2 separate regions of the Drosophila melanogaster genome follow, and region 2 is linked to region 1. A link is a contact called in public HiChIP or PLAC-seq data. All regions are on one chromosome and are shown on one strand. The core of a region is the stretch at or near the end of the contact, and the rest is flanking DNA. Distances in the headings are between cores, read along the strand shown. Region 1 holds the start of CG43736. Region 2 holds the start of Setd3 (SET domain containing 3).

Evidence for each region. HiChIP or PLAC-seq counts read pairs in DNA pulled down with a chosen protein or histone mark.
Region 2: a contact with region 1 is called in a POLR2A S2P HiChIP or PLAC-seq map of the Kc167 cell line, with 4 times the contacts expected there. The contact joins the promoter of Setd3 here to the promoter of CG43736 in region 1. A contact is called at or near these places in 29 of 107 Hi-C or Micro-C datasets (the D17-c3 cell line, the Kc167 cell line, the OSC cell line and 12 more) and 3 of 6 datasets of contacts at active chromatin or transcription factors (the Kc167 cell line and the S2 cell line).

Annotation. Positions count from the first base shown.
Region 1 is chrX:6,864,283-6,869,668 of dm6, forward strand. It overlaps CG43736, which reads left to right and starts at 3,945. Exons shown (of 5, transcript NM_001298043.1): 1 at 3,945-4,498; 2 at 4,979-5,386. The coding sequence starts at 5,108. CG14434 reads right to left here and starts at 2,912. Exons shown (of 3, transcript NM_001298040.1): 1 at 2,520-2,912; 2 at 620-699.
Region 2 is chrX:6,966,998-6,972,194 of dm6, forward strand. Setd3 (SET domain containing 3) reads right to left here and starts at 1,753. Exons shown (of 3, transcript NM_167100.3): 1 at 727-1,753. The coding sequence starts at 1,595. CG14431 reads left to right here. Exons shown (of 4, transcript NM_001298044.1): 4 at 1-1,832. CG4586 reads left to right here and starts at 2,921. Exons shown (of 2, transcript NM_132143.3): 1 at 2,921-3,979; 2 at 4,088-5,197. The coding sequence starts at 3,021. The coding sequence ends at 5,162.

The DNA of each region.
Region 1 (5,386 bases), core at 2,695-5,194:
AAGGGCTGGAAAACGCAGTAGGTGGGAGGAAGAGGGAAAGCCTGGTGAAAAGACAGAGAGAGCTACAGCAGCTGCAGCAGGCGAATGAAAGTGCATAAAAGGCTGCCAAGTAAACTGTGCATCAGTGTTGATATTTATGTCTATGTTTTAACAATACTTATGCATATACATACATTTGTATGTATATGTATGTATGCATGTGCTTTGTGTGCAAACTTGGTAAGCACTTTTCATCTTTTTTTTTGAGCCTCTTTTGTATGCTCGTGAATTGCAACTGCAACTGCAGCTAAAACAACAAGAATCTAGCAAGTGAACCCCAAAATGATAAGCAAAAGATGCGGATACTGATAATGAAAGCGGGAAGCAGAACGGGGTAAAACAACACAAAACCAACCGCAAAAACTTGATGGTGTAAAGTTGCGTTAAAGCCACATAGGCTTAACCCACTATTTACCCGAGCGAATTTAGCGATAAACATTTAAAAAATATACAAAACGTGCAAATTGAGTTTTAACTGGAAATTGCATACTTGAACTGTTTGTAGAATTCCTTTAAAATAAAGCTGAGGAAACACCTGTTCCGCATGGTACTATCCTTTGTGGCAATAGCCTAGACTTACATGGAATATCCCCCAATAGTGGAGCATAATAGTTTAACATCCGCATTACTGTCCAATCCTATGCGTTCGTATTTCAAAATCTGAAATCATGAAAAACACAAATTTCTATGCATATACTGACATAAGTTCAAGCGCATTTAAAGTGTATCTTCCAAAAAGATAACCGAAGAGAAATAACCGCAAGCATTTCAACTCGAATGTTTGTTTTCCACCTAAAAAGTACTCACTTAGAGCGTTTGGTAATTGACACACAGAGGGTTAAAGGTGGCAATGGGGCGGTGGGTGTTGAAAGAAGTGGGTGCAATGCGATGGTTTGGGGGGGTTGGGCACACGCTCACATTAACACCGGCACACCAACACTCTGTAACGCTCTCAGGTGCTGCGGGCGCATTAGCCGAAAGCAGAAAGCAAAGTGCAGCGGAGAAGGAGAAGAGGAGAGGAAAGCAGGGCAGAAAAAAAGTGATGTGAGTGGGAAGATTGCGGTGGAAAGTACTGCGGGTGGTGGGCGTTGCGCGCTTGGGGGGAGCCGAGGTCGAACGGATGTCCGGTCCCCATTGATTGGCCAGAGTCCCCAATGAAAGGAGCAGTGAGTGGGGTAATTTTATAGAGGCAAAGAGATACGCAGCAAATCTGCATAATTTTAAGTTTGTGTTAAGAAACTATGTAGATGGTAGAACGACTTTCCCCATTAACGTTTGGTGGCACAAATGCATTTACAAGAAAATGTTAGAGAAAATTCCTGAAGCAACTCGCACAAAAATTGTAAATAGCCATTAGTCGCTGTCAAAGCCAAGACTGTTTAAAAAGTGTTTACACATCCAGCAGTATTAACAATATTACTAACGTAATTTTGGCAAAATTTAACCGTTTCTAAGCGGTAAGATCTCTTGTTCGTTTGTATTTTTGTATATTGCCACCATACATATGTATATACATACATACATATGTACATATATATGTACAAACATCATCAAGCTCGGTAAGCCCTCCTAGTTCTACTTCTTTGTGCAGCAAATATCGGTTTTCTGTTCCCTGCGCAATCGTGAAGCTTGCCAAAATCATAGCAAACGGCAGAGCCGACCATCCGCCTACCGCCCCAATCCCCCGTTTTGAGCCACCCAACGCCCAATCCAATATTTCCCATTGATGGTTAAACGAACGGTCTACATCCACGCATGCAAACATACATACATGTGTACGCCTAGATTCATACATGCAGACAGACGCACACATGCAGGCACATGTTTAGTCGTGTTTACATAGCAAAGCGCGCACGAAACGGGGCCTTTCGTAACGCTCGCTTCTCACGCTGTCTCCCTCTTTCTCCCCTTACCCAACCCCTCGCACTTACACCCTCTCTCTCTCACTCTCGTACACTCTTCGTTCGCATCGATGGCGACTGACGATGTCGAATGCGTATGCCCACCACTACAGATGCACATTTCGCACACTTTAACCGTTGCACATAGCCTCGTACATATAGATTTATGTATGTATATGTATATACATATATATCTATGTACATAGTTAAGCATATGACTAAATACGAATACCGCACTATTAGAAGGGGGTTTACATGGCCGTAGAGAAAAAAAAAACAAAAAACATCTTCCACACAAAGTACAAGAAATACCCAAACACACTCACGCACAGCTGACTAATTAGCAAAGCAAAACACCAAAAATCAAAACCCCCACTCAAAATCAAGAGAGATGCCACGAAACAGGGAGCCCGTAGAACGAAAGAATTAAAGAAAGCCACGCACTGGAGAGTCTCGTACCGTACAAACTAAAAAGCCCGGGAGACACCTGAAACCAAAGCCGAGAGATACCAATAAACTGCAGTGCCTTCCATTGACACTCGGCTTTTGAATACCCTAAAAACTGATTGGTGTACTTACGTACATTCATATATAAATTGCGTTTCGGTTTATATTGTGTAATCCTATTACACACATAAGCATATGATTGAATGAAAACAAGTAGAACCTTTAATAGGCTACAGTTGGTTCTAAATAAATTGAAGTGGACATTGCATTAAGTAAAATACATATCACAATGTGTTTTGGCGCAACTGTACGTTTAGTTTTCGGGACCAAATAACACCTGTTTTGATCTGACTGTACTTCGCGGGACTCGTTATTAACTGGCAGTTAACTTTTTAGCCCCGTATGATGGCGGCACAATGGAATTTGACTTGGACTCTTGGACCTGGCTAATTAAATTTTTTTTTTTGGTAAATGTTTAGAGTCGGGGCGACCTTTTGGAGCTGCGCCCGTTCGTGAACTCGTGTATTCGTTTGTTCGTGTTCGTGCTCGGTCGTTCCCGGTTTTCTCTGCCTTCTGGAACGGGGCCTGTCTTGAAAGCCGCAGAGCGCGCGAATACCGAAAACTTCTTGCATTCGACGGTGCGAAAGGGACGGGGAGAGTGATGGCATGTGGGAAAGGGAGAGGGCTAGAGCGAGGAGAGGTGGCCATCGAATGCTAAGCAGGGGCCTTTGCTTTTGCTTTTGGTGCTTGCCAAAAATAGAGCCGCCCCGCCACGCCTTCGCCCACAAAGAGCACCCACCCACCCACTCCCGCACAAAAGCAACAACATCATCATCACACCACCAATACCAAAACCAATACCAATACTGTGACCCAGCCAGCTCTCTGTGAACATGTGTCAGTGTGTGTGGGTCTTGTATATAGCATAGCTTAAGCTTTCCTTGTACCGTGGTTCAAATGCCAGGGGAAAATGGCATTATTATATTCTTATAGAGAAATAATATATACAAATAAATTTGTACAACTGTATGTAAAGAGTAAACATGTAACAAGGAAACACTAATTTTAAAGTAAATTTAGCTAGTTTGCATTATTTTTTACACCATTTATATGAGTAAGCCACAAAGAAGCTTGCCTTTTTTGATCTGCTTGATTCCCAGATGGTGTTACTAAAAAATAATGCGAATTTGAGAGAAAGTTTAACAATAAAAAGTTCAAATTCGAGATACATATGTGTAGAGTATTTAAAGAACTTAATTGTGAGGTTAAATATTCAACAAATGGTAAACTTGTAATCCCATAAATTCGTATTATTTTATAAAATTTTACTTTCATACTGAATTGGCTAAGATCCCTTAATTAATTTCCATAAGTTGCTTATGTCTTAACCACTGTGGGTTGTAACTCTGCAGCTACGTTGACGTCGGCGTCGCAGCTTAGAGCTAGTCGATGAGCGGAAGGAGAGAGAGAGAGCAGGCGTTCGTCGAGGAGGGGGCTAGCCGAATAGGGTGAGAGAGAGCGATGGCAGAGTAGGAAAATGCATAAGAAGGGGGGTGGGGGCGCAAAAGGGAGACGGACAGCAGCAACAACAATTCGGCAAAATGTTCGTGGCAGCGTTGCAGCGACGCCGACTGCGCTACGGGTGTTTGTTTTTTTCTCTTTCGTGTTTTCCGTTTTTCTTTTGCGCTCTGCATCCGCTGCCGCAGTAGGCGTCGCTGCCGGCGCGCTGCGCCAGTGTGGGTGAGCGCACGGCTGTAGGTTTGTGTGTGTGCCGTACACATTTTTCAGTTGACTTCGTTGAAATAATTTTCGTAACAACGATCACACTCGTTTGTGTATTGCGAAGACGGGCGGACGTGCGTCGGCGTCGAATGCGGAACAAGCGCTAAAGCAAACTAGCGAAAAAGTGCGAATATCAAAAGAAAAGAGAACCAAACAAATTGTTTTTTTTTTTCACCACGAGCGTCGTCGCAAAAACAACAAAAAGGAATTTAATAAACCAAAAGCAAACGAGGAGAGAGAAAGCAGCAACTAAATATAACAACAAATGCATTAAATAGTTTTGTTTTTTTTTTTGCCACACTGCCAAAATGCAGTTAGCGTTTGTTTGTGTAAGTGTACCACATGCATACATAATGTATAATTTATATGCCAAAAACAACAACAGCAATAGCATTGTGTGCAAAATGTTGAAATGAGCTCGAAAAACAACAAAAATAAGTGCGCGCATTAACACACGCACACTTGCAAAGGAAAACATCTAAAAAAATTATCACGTGTGTGTGTGTGTGTGTGTGTGTGTGAGACAGCCGGTCAGTGTGACCGTTTGTGTGCCAGAAAGAGAAGGATCGAACAAGCCGGCTGTTTATTTCTTTTATAGTTCTGTTTAAATAACAAATACACTTGCCAAAAGAATTTCATTTTGATGTGTGAATAATTAAAAAAATCAGTAAGACATAATGCAGTCTTTGTTAAATATATATTGACATATATGAGCATATATATAAATACATACACAAATAACATATCAAATTGAAATGCTGGCAGTACCAATCGAACTGTCATCCTAACAAGTAAATTTTTCAATACAGCTCCTAATATAAAACCAAACCAAAAGTGTGGATATCGAAAAGTCTGGAAAAGTACGATAACGCAAGATTACATAGAGCGCGAGCAAGACAGCATTCTAGAGCAAAAGAGCGAGAGTGTGCGGAGGAGCGATGGCCAGCGAGGATGTGCAGATCACTAGCGTCATCGATGCCAATGGCCAGAGCCTACCGCTCCACGGCAACAGTTTGGGCGGTCCCCTGGGACCGCCCGTCAAGCAGGAGCGTCCCGATGACGCCGAGATCCGCGAACTAGCTGCCAAAATGAAGGAGCAGCAGAAGCAACAGGCCGCCCAGCAGGCATCCCGTCAAGCGGCCATGCAGCACTCGAATGGGGGCGCCATTGCGGCATCCTCGGCCGGTGGCAACATGCAGCCGCCGATCACAAATGGC
Region 2 (5,197 bases), core at 503-3,002, 100 kb after region 1:
TTAAGCACGCTCAAATATGTATGTAAATAAGTTTCAATTTGATTTTTTTGAGAAATAAAATGTAGAACAAATTGTGGCAAAGATTTCAAGCATTTCGAAAGCACTTGACTAACCGCATGACTCGCTGGGGTTTTCGACCACAACCGAAGATTGGTGTCGAAATCGCGGCACTATAAATACAGAAGCGAGTGGAGAACCAGAACCACAACCACAACCAGACCCATCCCAGTGCACCATGACCCAGCCGTCGCAAGTGGAAGCGGATCCGTAAATAGATCGTAGATCTTCGGCAAAACAATGCGATCACAATGCCAGACGGGAAGGTCAACAATGGTCGGGCAATCTGGCCATATGCATCTACTCTCGCTTTAAAACAAACAGCACCAGCTGTAAGTGAACATGTAATTTATGGCCAGTGGGACAACTGGCAGATTCAGAGGCCTCTCTGCAGCAAAAACAAGCCCAAACTAAACCGAAAAACACACTTAGGGAAAGATCAACACGAGGGCAGGATTTAAAAATGGAATTCCGGAAAGGTATACAATATTTCTATTTCTAGGCCAACTGAAAAGATCTTCAGAGCAGAAAACTTGGCCTTAAGCCATCTTTTTAGCACAGAATCATATTTCTTCTTAAACTTAGTAGAACAAACTTTAAAAGTAGCGATATTTTTTTAAGGCACCTTTAGCACCTTTATTGCAATCCCAAATCTCAATCGAAACTCACCTGTATAGCTTGTAGCAGAGTCCGTGCTGCGTGAAAAAGAGGCCTCTTTCGCCCGGATGGCTCCTGTTCCCGGTGCTCGGCTCAGTCATGGTGTGGGCGTACTTGTAGAGGAAGGCGTACTGCTTGGCGATGACGCGACACTGACGCATTGCCAGAGCGGCTGCAGCGGTGCCCCGGAGGAGCTCCATCTGCTTGGTGGTAAAGTATAGCACGGTGTTGTATTTGGCAGGCAGAACATCAATGTAGGGCCGCCACTCGCTGAACTCGCCACGGATCTTCTCGATGACCAGATCATAGGCCAGGTTCAAGTGGGTGGCCTGCGTCATTTTGCCAAATAGGCGGCAATCGGAGTTGTTTTCCTCGGATAAGATGAGCTTCCGGGGCACGCTGAGCACCAGCTCATCCTTGGCCAACGGTCGGGTGGCCCGCAGACCCAGTTGGTAGCCGGGAAAGATGGCTATCTCCAGTCCCTCACTGTGAACTCCGCCATCTTTGGCCCACGCACTGAACGCCTCCACTTTGGCCAGACGGGTCTGATCGTCGGGGGAATCGCTGATCTGCGGACACACTGCTTGGCTGAGTGGCTCCTCCAGGATCATGATTTGTTTGAGCAGCTCCTGTAGCTGCCCGTACTGCTTCCATTCCTCGTTGGGATTCGCCGGTTGCTTTTCCACCAAGTCAAGCAGTTCCTCGACGAGCTTGTTTAGTTGGCTCCTCTTTTTGCCGTTTAAACTGGGCAACGAACTGGCCGCCTGCTGGTCCTCAAAATCCTCGACTGCTGTGCCGGATGCGGATGCAGTTACTCCGTTTTGTTGTGGCTGCTGTTGCTGCTGTTTTGTCTTCTTGTTGCGCTTCGTGTTCTTACCCATGGCGGTGCCGTTGGTGGGAGCGAGAGAGAAAGACAGAGAGAGAGGAAGACAGAAAGCTAAGCGGTACCGGCGGCCCAAAACAACAACAGCCAAATAAGGAAAATAAAGTCGAGAAATCTGCACGCGGGCGATCAGCTGGCCGGCAGTGTGGCCATTCGTCGGGCGCCACTAAATTACTCCGACAATTGGTCACACATTCGACGAGCTTTTATGCTGAAAACTTTTTAATAGGGGTACTCCTAAGCTTTTTTTTATTACAAAACTTATGTTTTCTTGTAAAATAAATTGTAATTCACGTTGCATTTTTGGCACATCAATAATATTATAATAATTACTCTTTATAGTTATTAAAATGGCCAGTGTTTTTTTATATTTTATGTTGCATTCTTGAAGAGCGGGAAATTTAAATTGAGAATTTGTCCTAAAATCCAGGTTGCAGAAGCTCGTATGTATAATAATATATTTATTTATTTATATAAATAAAATCGCTCTTTCCATGTCTTTTAGTTTCTATTTATAAACAATTTGACAATGGCCCATAGGGTTATCTTAGATTTTCTAAACGTCATCCAATTGAGAAACGTTATGTTGATAACAAGAAATCCACGAAATAAAAATGTTATTGTACGAAAAAGAAATAATTGTTTGTTGAGCTTTGTGGGTTTTTGCAAAACAAAAACAACAAGAAATATTTACGATTTTCTTATCTACGGTAAAAAAAACTTGAACTAAAAAACTAGGAGATAATGCCGCTCATCAGATGTTTACGCACTTTGTGCCATTTTTGGCTAGGGTGGACCAACACACAAATCAGCGTTTGAGTTAATAGTAAGAAACAAATTCCGTCCAAATATACAACCTAGGATACGAAATCTAAAACATGATAAGTGCATCTTGTAAGAAAGACGCAGTTTGAGAAACTTTCGACAAATACGGAATATGGTCCACCCTAAGGCGCTCAAGCAATTTGAGAGTGGCTCAGTTCTCAGTTCAGTGACTCCAATGCAGCAACAACGGCGGTTGGAGCACCAGCGGGCAGAGCGCGAAAGAGAGGCAGTGGTGGGGCTCCAAAGGCGTAGGCAGGATGGACCATCCAAAGGGGTTCCAGATCGCCTCTTCTGTATAAGTTATCCATAAATAGCTTATACACTGCATCCTTTATGAGTATAATGTGGTAAATGTATAAAGAATCCCGGTATATTAATTGGCAACTCATCTTTAATTTCGGATCACTGATAACCAACCATATTCCCCTGCTATCCCCGCCTTTGGTGACCTGGCTGCCATGTTTCGAGCTGCAGAACTGTTTCTTCCAGCCACCAACTTCTCAGTGCAATCGAGTCGTTCGAGCAGAGAAGTTGGGAAATCCCGTAGAAAAGTAAAACTCTAGGAAAAGAGAGATCGGGAAGGAGAGATAGAGCGATCATGTCTGTGAATGCGGATCTGCAGAGAGAGCGGGCGGCGGCCACCTTGGACAGCGAGGACTTTGCCCGCTGGTGGGCGGGTGGCTCTGGGCAGCTGGAGGAGCGCCGCGCCCTGGAAAGGCGTTTCTATGAGGATCCCGACTTCGCGGAGCCAGTGCATCCGAGCTGTCTGTCATACAAGGAGCGCTACGAACAGACCGTGGCCCGATCCACACGCTTCCTGGCCAAACTGCGCCAATGGCAGCGGGAGAAGCAGCCACAACTTCAGCTTAGTGTGAATATGCTGAGGGACTTTCGGCTGCTACTCTCCGGATCCCTGGGCACGGGCCTCTTCCAGCAGAGCTTCCCCCTTCGGGTGCATTTCTCCATGTTCATGACCACCTTGCTGAGCCAGGGAACCGAGGAGCAGCAGGCCCAGTGGCTCAATCGATCCTGGCACATGGACGGCGTCCTGGGCACCTATGCGCAAACGGAGCTGGGTCACGGCACCTTTGTCCGGGGCCTGGAAACCCGAGCCGACTACGATCCCATCACGCAGGAATTCATCCTGAACACCCCAACGCAAAGTTCATACAAGTGGTGGCCCGGCGGACTTGGTAATACCGCCAATGTGGCCATTGTGCTGGCCCAGCTATATGTGAAGGGCAAGCATTATGGCTTGCAATCATTTGTGGTGAGGATCAGGGACGAGAGGACACACGAACCGTTGACTGGAGTCGATGTGGGCGATATAGGACCTCGCCTGGGTGGCAATGGCGTTAACAACGGCTTTCTGGGACTCCGCGACGTGCGGATACCGCGCAATCAAATGCTGATGAAGAACGCCCAAGTCCTGACCGACGGCACCTTCGTCCAGGGTAGACCTCCGCTGCTGCTCTACGGCACAATGGTCTATGTGCGGGTAATTACCGTGAAGGATGTGCTCTTTGGACTGCTCCAGGCTGCCACCATTGCCACCAGGTGATTATATAGTTTCTGGGGATTATGTTTATCATAGCTGTTATTAAGCCCATAAAACACATTCAGCTCACCCAGGGTTCTTTAGATAATAATTATCATTATCTTTAGGTATTCCGTGGTGCGTCGCCAGAGCCGGATTAACAGCGATCAGCCGGAGGTCTCTGTTTTGGATCACATCACACAGCAGGCAAAGATTCTACCGCAAATTGCTCGAGGAGTGTCCTATCGCCTGGTATCCGATTGGCTGTGGCGCTTCTACGAGGACGTACTCCGCCAACTGGAGGATGAAAGCACGAAAGGACGCAACTCCCTGCCGGAGCTGCACGCCCTGAGCTGCTGCCTCAAGGCGGTGGCCACCGACGAGGCCAGCGAGGGAGTTGATCTGCTGCGCAAGAGTTGCGGTGGCCACGGATTCCTTTCCTCGGCGAATTTCGATAGCATCTATGGTCTGACCGCCGCCACATACACCTACGAGGGAGAGTACACAGTACTCCTGCTCCAGACAGCTCGTTTCCTCGTCCGGCAGTATGCGGATAGCTTAAAACGCAAGGTGCTGCCCTCCAGTGTCTCCTATTTGAGGGATACAGCCCGTTTGATTTGGGGCAAGAATCTGGTTGCGAATTGTGTGCGAGCGCTGGAGATTTCAGCCATGGAGCAGGTGCGTGATGCTTGGCAGACCCAGAAGATGCACCAATCCGGCAAGGTGAGTCCCGAGATGGCCAGCAATCTGGCTGGAAGGCAGCTCACCTCGGCTGCCATAGCCCATGCTCACGCATTCTTCACACGCAATGCACTGGAGCAAGTGGAAGCACTTCGAAAGAAGGGCGATCTTAGCCCGAATGTCTCACTCATCTTGGGCCAACTGGTTGAGCTTTTCGTCATCGATACATTCCTGCGACAGTCGGGATGCGTGCTGCGTTGGAACAACGGCATCACTGGCACCCAACTGCGCTTCGTGGAGCGTCGCTTTGAGGAGCTGCTGGCCAAGCTGCGACCCAATGCGGTGGCTCTGGTGGATGGATTCGATTTTCACGATCGTGTCCTGGGCTCCACGCTGGGGTGTCACGATGGCCGGGTGTACGAGCGTCTCATGGAGGAGGCACGCCGAAATCCGATCAACCAGGAGCCGGTCAACTCGTCCTTCCACAACCACTTGTTGCCCATGATGCGGGGAAAGCTGTGATGTGGGGCTGGTCTTTTGTTTTCTACATACGTATA